Regions from separate parts of the Sus scrofa genome. Here all the other regions are linked to region 2. Evidence: chromatin contacts called from public Hi-C and HiChIP or PLAC-seq data. All regions are on one chromosome and are shown on one strand. Each heading gives the region's core, a stretch centred on a gene start, on an enhancer-like site or on the middle of the called end of the contact. The rest is flanking DNA. Distances are from core to core; before and after follow the strand shown.

The links. Hi-C and Micro-C count contacts between places; a contact is called where the count stands out from the background. HiChIP or PLAC-seq counts read pairs in DNA pulled down with a chosen protein or histone mark.
Region 1: a contact with region 2 is called in an H3K27ac HiChIP or PLAC-seq map of alveolar macrophages. The contact joins the promoter of GFER here to the promoter of PGP in region 2. A contact is called at or near these places in 2 of 5 promoter capture datasets (fetal liver and liver), 2 of 47 Hi-C or Micro-C datasets (heart right ventricle and liver) and 1 of 2 datasets of contacts at active chromatin or transcription factors (alveolar macrophages).
Region 3: a contact with region 2 is called in a Hi-C map of liver, with 2.8 times the contacts expected there. The contact joins the promoter of ZNF598 here to the promoter of PGP in region 2. A contact is called at or near these places in 1 of 5 promoter capture datasets (liver), 1 of 47 Hi-C or Micro-C datasets (liver) and 1 of 2 datasets of contacts at active chromatin or transcription factors (alveolar macrophages).

What each region holds. Positions count from the first base shown.
Region 1 is chr3:39,982,921-39,987,084 of Sscrofa11.1, reverse strand. It overlaps GFER (FAD-linked sulfhydryl oxidase ALR), which reads left to right and starts at 2,634. Exons shown (of 3, transcript XM_003124726.4): 1 at 2,634-3,030; 2 at 3,396-3,592. The coding sequence starts at 2,773.
Region 2 is chr3:39,774,328-39,778,947 of Sscrofa11.1, reverse strand. PGP (glycerol-3-phosphate phosphatase) reads right to left here and starts at 2,133. Exons shown (of 2, transcript XM_003481109.4): 1 at 1,407-2,133; 2 at 1-1,307. The coding sequence starts at 2,046. The coding sequence ends at 982. It overlaps MLST8 (target of rapamycin complex subunit LST8), which reads left to right. Exons shown (of 9, transcript XM_013987830.2): 9 at 1-202.
Region 3 is chr3:39,960,919-39,965,094 of Sscrofa11.1, reverse strand. ZNF598 (E3 ubiquitin-protein ligase ZNF598) reads right to left here and starts at 2,199. Exons shown (of 12, transcript XM_013987818.2): 1 at 1,927-2,199. The coding sequence starts at 2,151.

The DNA of each region.
Region 1 (4,164 bases), core at 1,385-3,884, 210 kb before region 2:
TGTTTTCTTCTTTAAAGGGCCGCACCCAGCGTATGGAGGTTCCCAGGCTAGAGGTCAAATAGCAGCTGTAGCTGCCAGCCTGCACCACCGCCACAGCAGCGGGAACTGAGGCATGTCTGCGACCTACACCACAGCTCACAGCAACACGGGATCCGTAATCCATTGAGTGAGGCAGGGAATGAATCCATGTCCTCATGGACAGTAGTCGGCTTCGTTAACCACTGAGCCATGATGGGAGGTCCAGGAGGAAAGGTCTCTTAACGTCCCCAAGTCACAGAGGAGGAATTTATGTTAAATGGCTATTAACTGTCAGGGGTTTTGTCTGTACGTGTTGGGGAAAGACAGACTTCACAGGCTCAGAGCATCAGTTCCCCTGCGGTGGACGGACCTGGGGCGGGATGTAGAGCATCCACCTCCAGGCACCAGCACTTGGGGGACGGGAGAGGTGGTGACTAGGACTCTGCTGGTTTGTTTTTTGTTTTCTGTTTCCGTTTGGCCACATCCATAGCATGTGAAAGTTCCTGGGCCAGGGGTCAAACCCTTCGCCACAGAAGCCACCAGAGCAGCTGCAGAGAAATGCCGAATCCTTAACCCAATGGGTCAGAATCCCCAGACAGGGTGTGCCCAGGTGCCCCGCTTCCCTGGAGGGGAGATTTTCGGAGTGCCATCCAATCCTGGCATACAGCAGTTCTTCCCACCGTGGGAGCTGCCAGCTCTGTGTTGGAACTCACCTTACCCCATGCCTATGAGGGAGGGGCCAGCCTCCAAGAGGTCCCTCCAGGGAGGCACCCTGGCCTTGACAAAAGGCCTTTGTAAGTCTGTCCAAACAGCAGCTCCCCCCAAAGCCCTCAAACTTTCCCTGGTCTTGGCACAGACAATGAACACCTGTGGATACAGACCTAATTTTTTTTTTCTTTTTTTTTTTTTTCATTTGTGGCCACCTGGTGGCAGATGGAGCTCCCAGGTCATGGATCACATATGAGCTGCAGTCTCCACCTAAGCCGCAGCTGTGGCAATGCTGGATCTCTGACCCACTGTGACAGGCCAAAGATTGACCCCAAGTCCTAGGGCTCCCAAGACGCTGCCCATCCTGTCACACCACAGCGGGAGCACCAACAGAGGCCTATTTTTGCAAAGTGCCTTCAGTCTAGCTGTCACACTCTTGCCAGTCTCAGTGGGGGCCACTAGCCTGATAGGGTACAGGGTGGGACAGACCTGTTCCTGGGAAGAGAGAGAAGTTGGAGATGGGCAGTTTGCTCACACCAGGAACCTAAAAGGATGCTAAGCACTGCCCCCCCCCATGCCAACTGACAGCCCCTGCTCCACACCGCCAGCAATCTAGACGCCCTCCACTCCTCTCTCTCTATAACCCTACCCTGACGTCTCACCTGGACAACTGCAGCAGCCCCATCCTCCCCCAAAGCCTGTACTCCTCACTTGCTCCTGTGACATCCACTCCCCAGAGGCAGCTTGGCGACTGAGATCACACCAGAGTACCAGGCCCCAAATGTCCCAGCACATTCCCAGGGTCCTTGGAATAAATTGCCAGCGCCCATGGCCATTGATGAGGTCCCTGCTGGGCCCCTGGCCACCGCTGGATCTCTTCTGCCACCACCCTACCCAGGTCCTGTCCTGCTGGCCTTCCCACCCACACAAGAAGCAAAGATCCTCCTCGGCCTTGATTGCCCTTCTCAGTGATTCCTCATTCTTCAGGCCTCCGCCTAAGCGTCACCTCCTCAAGGAGGCCTCCCGCATTTACCTCGCCCCATTCATGCCCCCGAGCATTTATTAGTGTGACACCTTTTAGATTTTTGTTGTTTCCGTCTTGACCACACTGGATTATGGGTTGGGGAGGTCAGAAACTTTCGAATCTTTCTCCCGGCACCGCCCAGCGCCTAGAGCAGCTCTGAACAGATGAGGCACTACACAAATATTTGCGGAATGAATGAATGCACAGTTGGAAGCACAGGTATCCCTGAGGCCACTCCCGACGTGGGTTTAACCGCTTCAGGCAGGCTACAGGATTCGGGAGCGGGAGGGTCCGCTCCGTGCGCGCAGCCCAAACACGCACCGCCTCCTTTGCCGGCACCGCCTCACCCCGGGTTGCCAGTCACCCGTTGCCATGGCACCCGTCGCCAGGGCGGATCCGCAGGCTCAGCCCCGGCAGCATCGCCTCTGTGCGCTCACGGCCCCGCCCCATGTTGCCACAGCACCAAGCGCCAGCTCCCAGGACGCCCCCAGCCGAGGGCATAGGGCCTAGCAGCGGGCACGCGGGACGGTCAGAGCGGAGCGATGGGGGCATCGCGGGCCACGAAACGGACGTCGCCTCAGCCGCAGCCAGAGGCTACGGCACGGCCGCGCCGCTTCCACAACACGCTGGTCTTCTACTGGAGGAAGCGGGAGCGCCGCCACGGAGGACGCAAGTCGGGCTCGGGCCGCGGAACGAGGCCCAGGGCTGCGGCCAGGACTAGGATCTCCAACCCCGCACACACGCGGGCCCGGGCCGCCGACTCCAGCTCTGCTTCTTCCGGGTCGCGGGCCGCGGCCCCCGGCTCCGCCTCCACGCCGGACACCGGCCCAGGCCCCGCCCCCGACCCCGCCCCCGGCCCCAGCTCAGGCCCCGCGCCCGCGCCCGCGCCCGCGCCCGCGCCCGCGGCCCGGGCTCCCGGCTCCTGCGGCCGCGCCCTGGCGGCGGCGCGCGCCCTGGCCTGGAGACCGACTTGGAAGCCCATCTGGAGACCGAGCTGGCCCGGCAGGCATTGCGCGGGTAACATGGCGGCCCCCGGCGAGCGGGGCCGCTTTGGCGGGAACCTCTTCTCCTTCCTGCCCGGCGGCGCGCGCTCCGAGGTGGTGGATGACCTGGTGACGGACGCGCGCGGCCGGGGCGCCGGGCGGAGAGATGCCGCCGCTTCAGCCGGGATGCCCTCCCAAGCCCCGGCCTCGGATTCTCAGGTCGCCGAGGACGCCTCCCGGAGGCGGCCCTGCCGGGCCTGCGTGGACTTCAAGTCGTGGATGCGGACGCAGCAGAAGGTGCAGATGTCGCGTGGGGTTGGGGAGGCGCCTCCTTCCCGCAGAGGCCCGCGAGCCCTGCCGACTCCTAGCCCCGGCCCGCACACCATGTTGTCAAGCGCCCCGGGCAGAGTTCCCAAGACCCAGGCGGAGCACTCCTCCAGGCCCTAAGACTTTGCCCCCTTCCCCGGGGTTGAGGGGTGGCTGTCCCAAAGCCTAGCCCTTAAGGGAGGCCGGGCCTTTCGGCCCTTAGCCACTTGTTGGCCGGACCAGCCTCCTTAGGACTTAGGACAGACAGTAGGCCTCCGGCTAGGGCAGAAAAAATGGAGCTTTGTAGGTTTCCGGCGGGGGAACGGAGCTAACCCTTGGTCGGCCTCCTTCCACAGCGGGACAGCAAGTTTAGGGAAGATTGTCCTCCAGATCGCGAGGAACTCGGCCGCCACAGCTGGGCTGTACTCCACACCCTGGCTGCTTACTACCCCGACCTGCCCACCCCAGAACAGCAGCAAGATATGGCTCAGTTGGTAAATTTATTTTCCAAGTTTTACCCATGCGAGGAGTGTGCTGAAGACATAAGGAGGAGGTAAGTTGTGTGAGTCCTGGGTACCGCAGCCAGTCCCGCCGGGAGCCTGGGCCTGGCTGATGTCATAAAGGGAAGCCTAGAGAAATAAAGGCAGAGGTGGGAGAGGGTTGCCGAGAGCAGGGGCCAGCAGCAGATGAGGGATCTTGGATCATCTCCTTTCTCCTCGAGGGCCAAGCTGCCTGGGGCTTCTTCCGCCCCAGAACTCTGGGGAGCACTTCCCTCCTGAGATGCCTTGCTTAGCACTGCTGGAGGCTCTGGCAGGTGTGGAGGGCGCCGCTTTGCTACCTGCTGGAGCAGGACTGCCAATTTCAAGACCTTGGGAACTCACTGCTTTTGCTCCCGAGAGCCCCCTTTTCTCCATTGCGGAGCCCAAGAACTGTGGTGTGGCACCCATAGGCTGGGCTGGATTTGAGGGGCAGGGCAGCCCTTGCTGTTTGAAGCCTGGGCAGTTAGAACAAAGTCTCTTACTGAGCTGAGGCAGCAGGGCCGTGGGTGCTAAGAAGCAGATCTGGTGTTCAGTTATGCCTTTGTGCAGGTTCCATCCCTTCTGTACACTGCCTGGGGCCAAGGAC
Region 2 (4,620 bases), core at 884-3,383:
GTTTGAGGGGGACCCCTCTTTCCTATCCCACCCAGTGGGAGCCTTGGTGGACAGGCATTCCTTGGCCAGCACTGCTGGCTGTGGGGCACGGAAGCTTCTTCAGTGGGATTTGCCCTACAAGACAGAGCACAGCCATTAATCAACACGCTTACAATTCAATTCCACCACCTGACAAAGTTGAATAAAAGTTTAATAAAAATAACTTCTGTGCTGCCCTGGGCACAGCAGCCCAGACAACAAGGAAGACACTCCTGCGCCCTTGCAGCCACTAGGCAAGCAACACACTCAGCCAAGTCACCTGGGTTTATGTGCACGTCTGAAAAAGCCAAGGTCTGGCTGGGCTGAGTTTACAGAACCACACAATCGTGTTGGAGTGGCAAACATGGGTATCTGAGACAGAACGGACACTCAATTGTGACATCAGAGTGGTTTTTAAGGAAGTGTGCGGTGGGGGGGTTGCTGGTAGTGAGGGCAGCGGCCCACACCCCACGGACAGGGAGACACCACCCAAGTGCAGCCCGTTCCTCCACCCCCCACAGGGCAGCTGAGGAGCTGAGAGGCACCAGCAGGCTCCACTGTTGGTGACCACAACAAGGGGGCCCTGGGCCGGTTTGTACAAGATGCTCTGATCCCTGAAATGCTCAATAAAATACTTGACACCTCACCTCGGTCCCACCAGCAGGCCCTGAGGTTACCTAAATCCTGGGCATATGCTGAACCAATGGCCAGGCCAACTGGCACCTGAGGCCCAGGACCCCCCACAATGTCCTCCAAGCTTAAAAGTGCATCTCAAAATACAAGCATTTGTAAACAAAATCGCCCCCAAACGTTTACTTACAAGATTAAAACTAGTGCCTCTGCTTAACTCCAAGTAATACTCTTTGAAGCCACCTGGCTGAGCGATGCTTAAGCACCACCTATTAATCTGGGTAAGTGATTTTTCATTTTTTTTTTATTCTGGAGATTAAAGACACTAAATCTTTAACCTTGAAGGGCAGGCAAAAGGTCGGCTATGCTGTCAACATAGAAGTCAGGGACCATTTTCTTCCTAGACATGCAGTCACTTTCTTGATTACTCTTCACGTCTCCTAGAGTGGAGACTCCGGTGAGGGTCAGGACGGTCTTCAGACCACAGGTGACGCCCAGGAGGATGTCTGTGTCCAGGCGATCACCCACCATGACCGTGCGCTCCGGGTTGATGCCATACTCCTGGGACACGCAGTCAAAGATGAAGCGGCTGGGTTTCCCTATGATGTCTGCTTGGCGCTGGGCGGCCATCTCCACGGCTCGGACCAGACAGCCGGTACCTGCGGGGCGCAGAGGGAGGGGAGCAGAGTGCCGGGGGTCAGAGGACGAGAGGGGCCCGCCGCCCGCCCTCCAGCCTCCCACCCCCGGGGCGCACGGACCCGCGATGAAGCGGCCGTTCTCGAGTGGGAGTCTGTTGTCCATGTTGGTGCCCACAAGCAGGCAGCTGGGCTGCTGCAGGTAGCGCACAGCCTTGGTGAGCTTCATGTAACTGAAGTGCGGGTCGAAGCCCACCACGACGGCGCGCACGTCGGGCTCCAGGGGCGCGTCCAGCCAGGCACTGGGGCCTTCGCCCTGCAGGGGCTCGGGTCCCACGCCCACGCAGGTGACGCCCACGGCCTCCAACTCGGCGGCCAGGGCCGCGCTGCCTAGCACGTAGGCCTTGGGGGTCGGCGCACCGCCCAGGCGCTGGCGCAGGTAGAGAGCGGTGCAATAAGCTGTGCCGAAGATTTCGCGGCCCGCGTTGGGCCCCGACGGGCCGCCGAAGCCCAGGCGCTGCAGCTTCTCGGCGTATGCCTCGCGGGTCTTGCTGCTGTTGTTGGTAATGAAACCGAGGCGCTTGCCGCGGGCCCGCAGCGCCGTCAGGGCCTCGGGCGCGCCGGGCACCGCCGTCTCACCGCGCCACAGCACGCCGTCGCAGTCGAACAGCAGCGTGTCCACGTCGGCCAGCAGCGTCCGGGCCCGCTCGGCGCTCAGCCGCACGCAGCGGACGTCGTCGCCGCTGGCCTCCGTCGCCGCCATGGCCGCCCGCCCCTGCCACCACCGGCCTCCGCCGCCGCCGCCGCCGCCGCCGCCGCCGCCGCCGACACCCGCTTGTCCTCGCAGCCGCCCGCCGCCGCGCCCGCCCCGCCCCCGGCGCGCTCATTGGCCCTGAGCCTCGCGCGTGCCGCCCATTGGACACCGCCTGCGCCAATCCGCCCCCGCCTCCCGCGGGCTGCGGGAGCGCGGCGCCAACCGTTGCTGCCCGGAGCAGAGAGGATGTCACCCATTGGCTGTCTGACCTGAGCGCCCCGGGGATTGGCTGGCAGGGAGCCAACCGGCATTCTGCGTGGAGCGCTCACTGCGGAAATTCGGCGCAGGAGCCCTAGAGTCCGCGCAGGCCGTAAGGCTGCTGCTCATTGGCGGCCCCTGGGCTGCTCTTCCATTGGAGGCGCATGGTCAGCCTAGGTGACGGAGGCCCTTAATCGAATGACCCCCCGGGCCCAAACGGCTGCTGATTGGCCGGCTTGGCTCTGATCTTGCGGGCGGGGCTCTACACGGGACATCCACGGGAGTGAGGGGGGACGCTGTACCCTTTAGGGCTGGAGTCACGTCCGCACTTTTGCCTGGGCGGCGCCGGGCGGTGCCCTCCGTCTTGGGCATGCTCCGGACCTAGTGCCTACGCTTAGGCCGGCCTTTCTTGAGAGCCAGCCCAGGGCTCCTTCCCAACAAGCCTCGCGCTCTGATTTCCCGTCCTTTGGAAAAATCCTTTCCCTGTGCCTTGGTGGTCGTGTGAACGAGTAATTACTAGGCAGTGGAATTAGGGTCTAAGAGAAGGACACTAGTGCCTAGAACACAGCACTCAATAATTGGTCACTATCATCATTATTAGGTATTATTAACTTTTTTTGGCCGCCTCCCCTGCATGTGGAAGATCCTGGGCCAGGGTGCAACCCCCTGCTGCAGTTGCGACCTGCGCCACAGCTGAGGCAACTGGATCTTTAACTCCGTGCTGCCCCAGGGAACCTTCCTCGGTATTATTAACTTTTATGGAAGGGAAACATACAGCAAAATGCATAAATCTTAAGTGTGCAGCTTGGTGGAATTTTTAACTACTTCTATGCCTGTGTAAACACAGCCCAGATCAAGATATAGAATATTTCCATCATTTCAGAAAATTTCTGCAAGTCGCTATGCAGTCAATAGCAGATACTCCTACCCGACTGGTTTTCTGACTTCTGTCACCATGGCCTGTTCTAGACCATATTCCAAGATCTTACCTCCTGCACTCCTCTGGCTCTTGCTTCTTTTGGATCAATATAATGTCTGTGCAATCCATTCTTCTCGGTGTTTCTTTTTCAAAATTTGAAATTTATATTCCATTGTAAGAACATAGTCCCATGTTCTCCAGGTGATGGACATTTAGGTTTTTTCCAGTGTGGAGCTATTGTAAATAATACCCCTGTGAAGATTTCTGTTCCTACACACAGATTTGTGGGTGTAGGCCCTCATTTCTCCTGGGTATATACTTAGGAGTGGAATTGCCAGTTCATAGAGTAGGTGTATGTTTATCTTTATTACTTGCATTTTTTTTCTGGCCATGCCTGTGGCATGTGGACATTTCTGGGCCAGGGATCAAACCCACACCATGGCAGCACCCCGAGCCACTGCAGTGACAATGCCAGATACTTAACCCACTGTGCCACAAGGGAATGCCCTATCCTTATTACTTTCACTGGGGCCAGGGGGCAGAACAATAGTGGCCACAGTTTCCTGAGAGCATACCCTGTGCCAGGGGATCCAGACCCCCAGGCCCCCAATTCCTAATGTGACAACCCCCTGCTCTGCACTTGGGTCCCAAGTCTACGTAAAGTCCACTCTGGATCCTGCCCCCCAACCCCCTGAGGCAAAGCCAGTATCTTCAGTGCACTTAGGGCTTTGCTGGTTCACCCGCAGCCTGTTCTGCTGGCCTGAGAACATCTGGTGGGCAGGGGCCATCGTCAACAAGGGCAGGGCATGCAATGTTCCTGCCTGGTGCACCCACTACCTAGGAGAGGAACAACTCCCTCCCTGTGACTTCTTCTTCTTCTTTTTTGCTTTTTAGGGCCACACCTGCAGCATATGGAAGTTCCCAGGCTAGGAGTCCAATGGAAGCAGCCACTGTTGGCTTACACCCCAGCCACAGCAAGGCAGGATCCTTGAGCAAGGCCAGAGATCGAACTCGCATCTTCATGGATCCTAGTCAGGTTCATAACCTGCTGAGCCACAGCGGGAACTCCTTCTTTCGTTTTTTAAAGTTTTATTGAAGTATGGTTGATAAATGCAATTGTTTTAGAGAGGATTTCTGAAATAGAAAGCATACGAGCCCGGAGAGTGCAGGCTGTCTGTCTCCCCTGGGCCAGCTCCTCCTCGTGCCCACCCACACCCAGGCCATCCTGTCTTTGGGATCCTTCCCCACGCTGTTCCTGTGGAGATCTGCCCCCATCTCTTGAATGCTGGCTTTCCCATTAATCCTTTGGGCAGCCTCAAGTGGGGTGTTCTCCTGGCCCTGTCTTCCCAGCTGCCGCCAGAACCGTAGAGCTCCACAACAACCCAGCTGGTCCTCTTCTGGTTTGT
Region 3 (4,176 bases), core at 950-3,449, 190 kb before region 2:
GTTGTGTAGGCCAGCAGCTGCAGCTCCGATTCAATCCCCAGCCTGGGAACTTCCATATGCTGTGGGTGTGGCACTAAAACAAAAACAAAAAAACACCAAGAAGGGAGCTGGCCAGTCCCAAAAGCATCTTGGTTCGCTCTCCTCCCATTTTTTTACAAAGACTCAGTCCCGTAACAGAGGCAAAGACGAGTCAGGGGTCAGGGGTTGCTGTGGGATTCCCAAGTGGACACAGGACACGGGAAGTATTCAGAGGACAGCGTAGGACTTTGCAAGGGACAAGGGGGATGGGGGATGGGGATGGGGGAGTTCCAAGTTCAAGAGTGGGAGGGAAGCAAGATGAATGGAGAAGAGCATCATCTCCCCAAACTTCCCAGGTCACCCTCTGGCTGCCGAGCAGTTCGGGGCAGGCCCAAGAGGAAGGCCAGGCTCAGCCAGGGCACCTGATGCCAAACCACCCCACAGCTGGTGCCAAACACCAGCTCATGCCCACGCCCCCTTGCCACAGAGAGCACTGGAAGGGCGTGGGACCCACATGGAATGAGAGAGGCCAGATGCTAGCCATGGTAGCCATGTATAGATGTGTGCTCACTTCCTGAGTGAGACCTGCAGTGCCCAGGGCCTGGCACTCTGCTCTGCCTGCCTGCCTGCCTGCCTGCCTGCCTGGAAGGAACCTCCAGGTGCTGGGAAACCTGGCCGGTCAAGGATTACATCACATCACCAAGACTGGCCAGCAAGGCAGGCTCTGGCGAAGCTGGGACGTGCCTTCTGACTAAGTCACAGATCGAAGGTTTCCCTGACTGCTCCAGCACCAAGAGCTCTCCCAGATCCGGGGCCGTCTCTGTCCACCCGACTGTAGACTGACGGCATCTCCAAGGGTCTTTCTTTTTTTGGCTAACACAAAGAATAGGCCCCCAGTGGGCCTTCAGCATCTCCTTGGCTCCATGACCATAAATGTCTCGTTAACAAAAGTGAAAAAACCACGTTTCTGCATCACTTCTAGGAAAAGGAAAGTCAGACTCCCTGGCACATGTCACCAGCCCAAGCTTTCCATGAAGAAACCAGGGGAATTTCACAACTCTGGAAGCAAACAGATCTCAAAGCACAGCGAAGCAAGGAGCTCCAGCTAGGTACTCGCAGCCAGCAGCTAGCAGCTGGCATTGTGGAGCAGAGCTCCGTGGTGCCCCCCACTTCCCCAGGGCTTCCAAGTCTTGACAGTCAGAAACTCCCTCCCCTCTACTCTGGAGCAGAGCCCCACCAGCTGGAACTGGCAAAGAGGAGAAACACTTGCTCACACTTTTACTCCCACCCCCCAGGTACCCTGAGGAGACCTCGGTGGTTCTGCTTTCCTTTCTGGTGGGCCGGTCTAAGTGCAACTGTCACTTAATAGAAGAAAAACGCCAGTCTCAGAGGAGTCTCCTGAGCATCACCCAAGGAGGCCCAGAGACACAGCTAGGCTGGAAATGCTCAGTTGGAGCCTCTGCTTCCAAGACAGACTGTCTCCGAAGGTGCTCACTTTCCCCGTAGCCTCCATGGGAACGGAGACCCCTGAGGAATAACCTCCCAAAGATGAGCAGGTCGAGGCGTGTCTGCTTGGATCATCCCTTCCTGTGGCCCGGCAGGAATTACCGAAGCGCAGGAAGAGAAGTCCCCAGGCTCTGTCTCTCCAGGGACATCTGCCTCTTCAAACCAGTTCGGCCACCTCCTGCCCCCCAGCCCCAGACCCCCCACAGTCGGCCCCAGGATCGGTACCCCGCCCCAGGTGGCCCTGCCAGGCCTCTCTTTTGGAAGCCGGCGCCACCAGGGCCGCAGCCGGACATCAGAAAGGCAAAGTCCCCTTCCGGCCGCCGGGTGCCACGCCGCCCCGCCCGGTCGCGCCCCCGCGCCCGCCTCGGTGCCCCGACGCGCGGCCCTGCCGGCGCGGCCCACCTGGCGCAGCTCCTCGCGGCACACGGCGCAGTAGCGTTGCTCGCACAGCACCCGCATCTTGGTGGAGCAGCGGTAGCACACCGGGTGGTCGCAGCGGCCCAGCGCAGTGGCCTCCAGGTCGCCGCAGCACAGCACGCAGCTCCCGCCACCCCGCTCGGGGCCCGCCGCCGCCGCCGCCTCCAGCGCCGCGCGCCGCCCCTCGGGGCCCGCCGCCGCCGCCGCCATGGTCCGGGATCCGGCCCCCTCCCGGCCGGCGCGGCGCGGCACGGCCAGACTCCCGGCGGGCCCACCCCTTCCGGGGCGACGTCACCGCCCCGCCCAGCAACGGCCCCGCCCGGCGGAAGTGCGCTCGCGACTTCCGCATCAGCGAGGTGCAGGCTAGAGCGGCGCTACCCGCACCGGCGCTCTAGCCGGAGCTGACAGCTCGGAGGTCGCCCGCAGCCCTGGCGTCCGGCCACAAGCATCGGGCTCCCCTTTGCTCGGACCCTCCCCTCCCGGAGCAGTGAATGTTTTAGTGTAAGTGTGTCCCAAATATCAATGGGTCATACTTATATTAAAATGTTGTTCGGGAGTTCCCGTCGTGGCGCAGTGGTTAATGAATCCGACTAGGAACCATGAGGTTGCGGGTTCGGTCCCTGCCTTTGCTCAGTGGGTTAACGATCCGGCGTTGCCGTGAGCTGTGGTGTAGGTTGCAGACGCGGCTCGGATCCTGAGTTGCTGTGGCTCTGGCGTAGGCCGGTGGCTGCAGCTCCGATTCAACCCCTAGCCTGGGAACCTCCATATGCCGCGGGAGCGGCCCAAGAAATAGCAACAACAACAACAAAAGACAAAAAGACAAAAAAAAAAAAAATGTTGTTCGTTGTTCAGCTGAAACAAATTTCATTGGGAGTGTTGTATTTTTACTTGCTAAATATTGCAACCTTATTAAGAACCCAAATGTCTCTCCAACCCAGATCTTTCTCTCGTATTTGGGACACGCATGCGCCCAGACACAAAGACAGTCCCCGTCAGAAAAGGCAATTCAGGAGTTCCCATCGTGGCGCGGTGGAAACGAATCCAGCTAGGACCCATGAGGTTGCGGGTTCGATCCCTGGCCTCGCTCAGTGGGTTAAGGATCTGACATCGCCATGAGCTGTGGTGTAGATCGTAGACGCGGCTAGGATCTGGCGTTGCTGTGGCTCTGGCAACATCCCAGCTGATTAGACCCCTAGCCTGGGAACTTCCATATGCCGTCCCGCTACAAAAGGCAGGTGGAGAACTTGTCCTCTTCATGGCTGGGCCCACCCAGCTGAGTAGGGTGGGAGGCTTGATGTGGAGCAACGTACAGGGCACGTTTGCTGAGGGGATGGTAGTCAGTTCCAGAGCTTCAGGTCTATGCAGCTTTTGGGGTGCCTCCTCGATACCCTCGGGGTCCAGGCACGCTCAGACGTCCCTTCTGCTCAGAGAGGCCAGTCCAGATCTGAACGCTTCTAGAAAAGAGACAGTGTGTTGTGACAGTGATGTGAGCTTGGACTTTAGAATCAGACGTGAGCTGCAAACCCAAGGTCTACTACTTATTTGCTGGCAACATCGATCAGCTCATTGACCCTTTAGCTTCCTCATTTGCAGAACAGGGATCATTGAACCAGTTAGCCTGGTGGATTGGCCGTATGCAGGTGCCATCTCACCCTCAGAAAACCCTGCAAAAGGACAGTAAGGGAAGCAAAGACTCTTTTTCCCTGAGCTCAAAGAGGAGGGGAGGGGAGAAGCAGCTAGAGAAAGACTTAAAATTGTGGAGTGAGTTGAAAAATGTGGAGGAGTTCCCACTGTGGCCTCTCATCAGTGCTGGGATGCAGGTTCAATCCCCTGTCCGGCACAGTGGGTCAGGGATCTGGTGTTGCCACAGCTGCCACATAGGCTGCATTCGCAGCTGGCTCGGATCTGATCCCCAGCCGGGGAGTTCCATATGCCTCAGGGCAGCCAAAAAAGAACAAACAAAAACAAAATATGGAGGCAAACATAAGGAGAAATAGCTGAAAGAGTTAGAAGCAGCTGCCCATGAAGGGCAGGAAGGGGTATGAAAGGTAGACCTGGGTCGGCTTTAATTTTTCTCTTATGCCAGCATTGGATTTATGATCTTGTTATGATCTTGGATTATGTTATATTGAGAATGACAAAACGGAGAGATTTTCTCATTCACAGTGTCCTTAGGATGGGGTTCCTGTCGGGAACCAGGGTCTGTGCCTAGAATGGAGGCCATGCATACGAAGC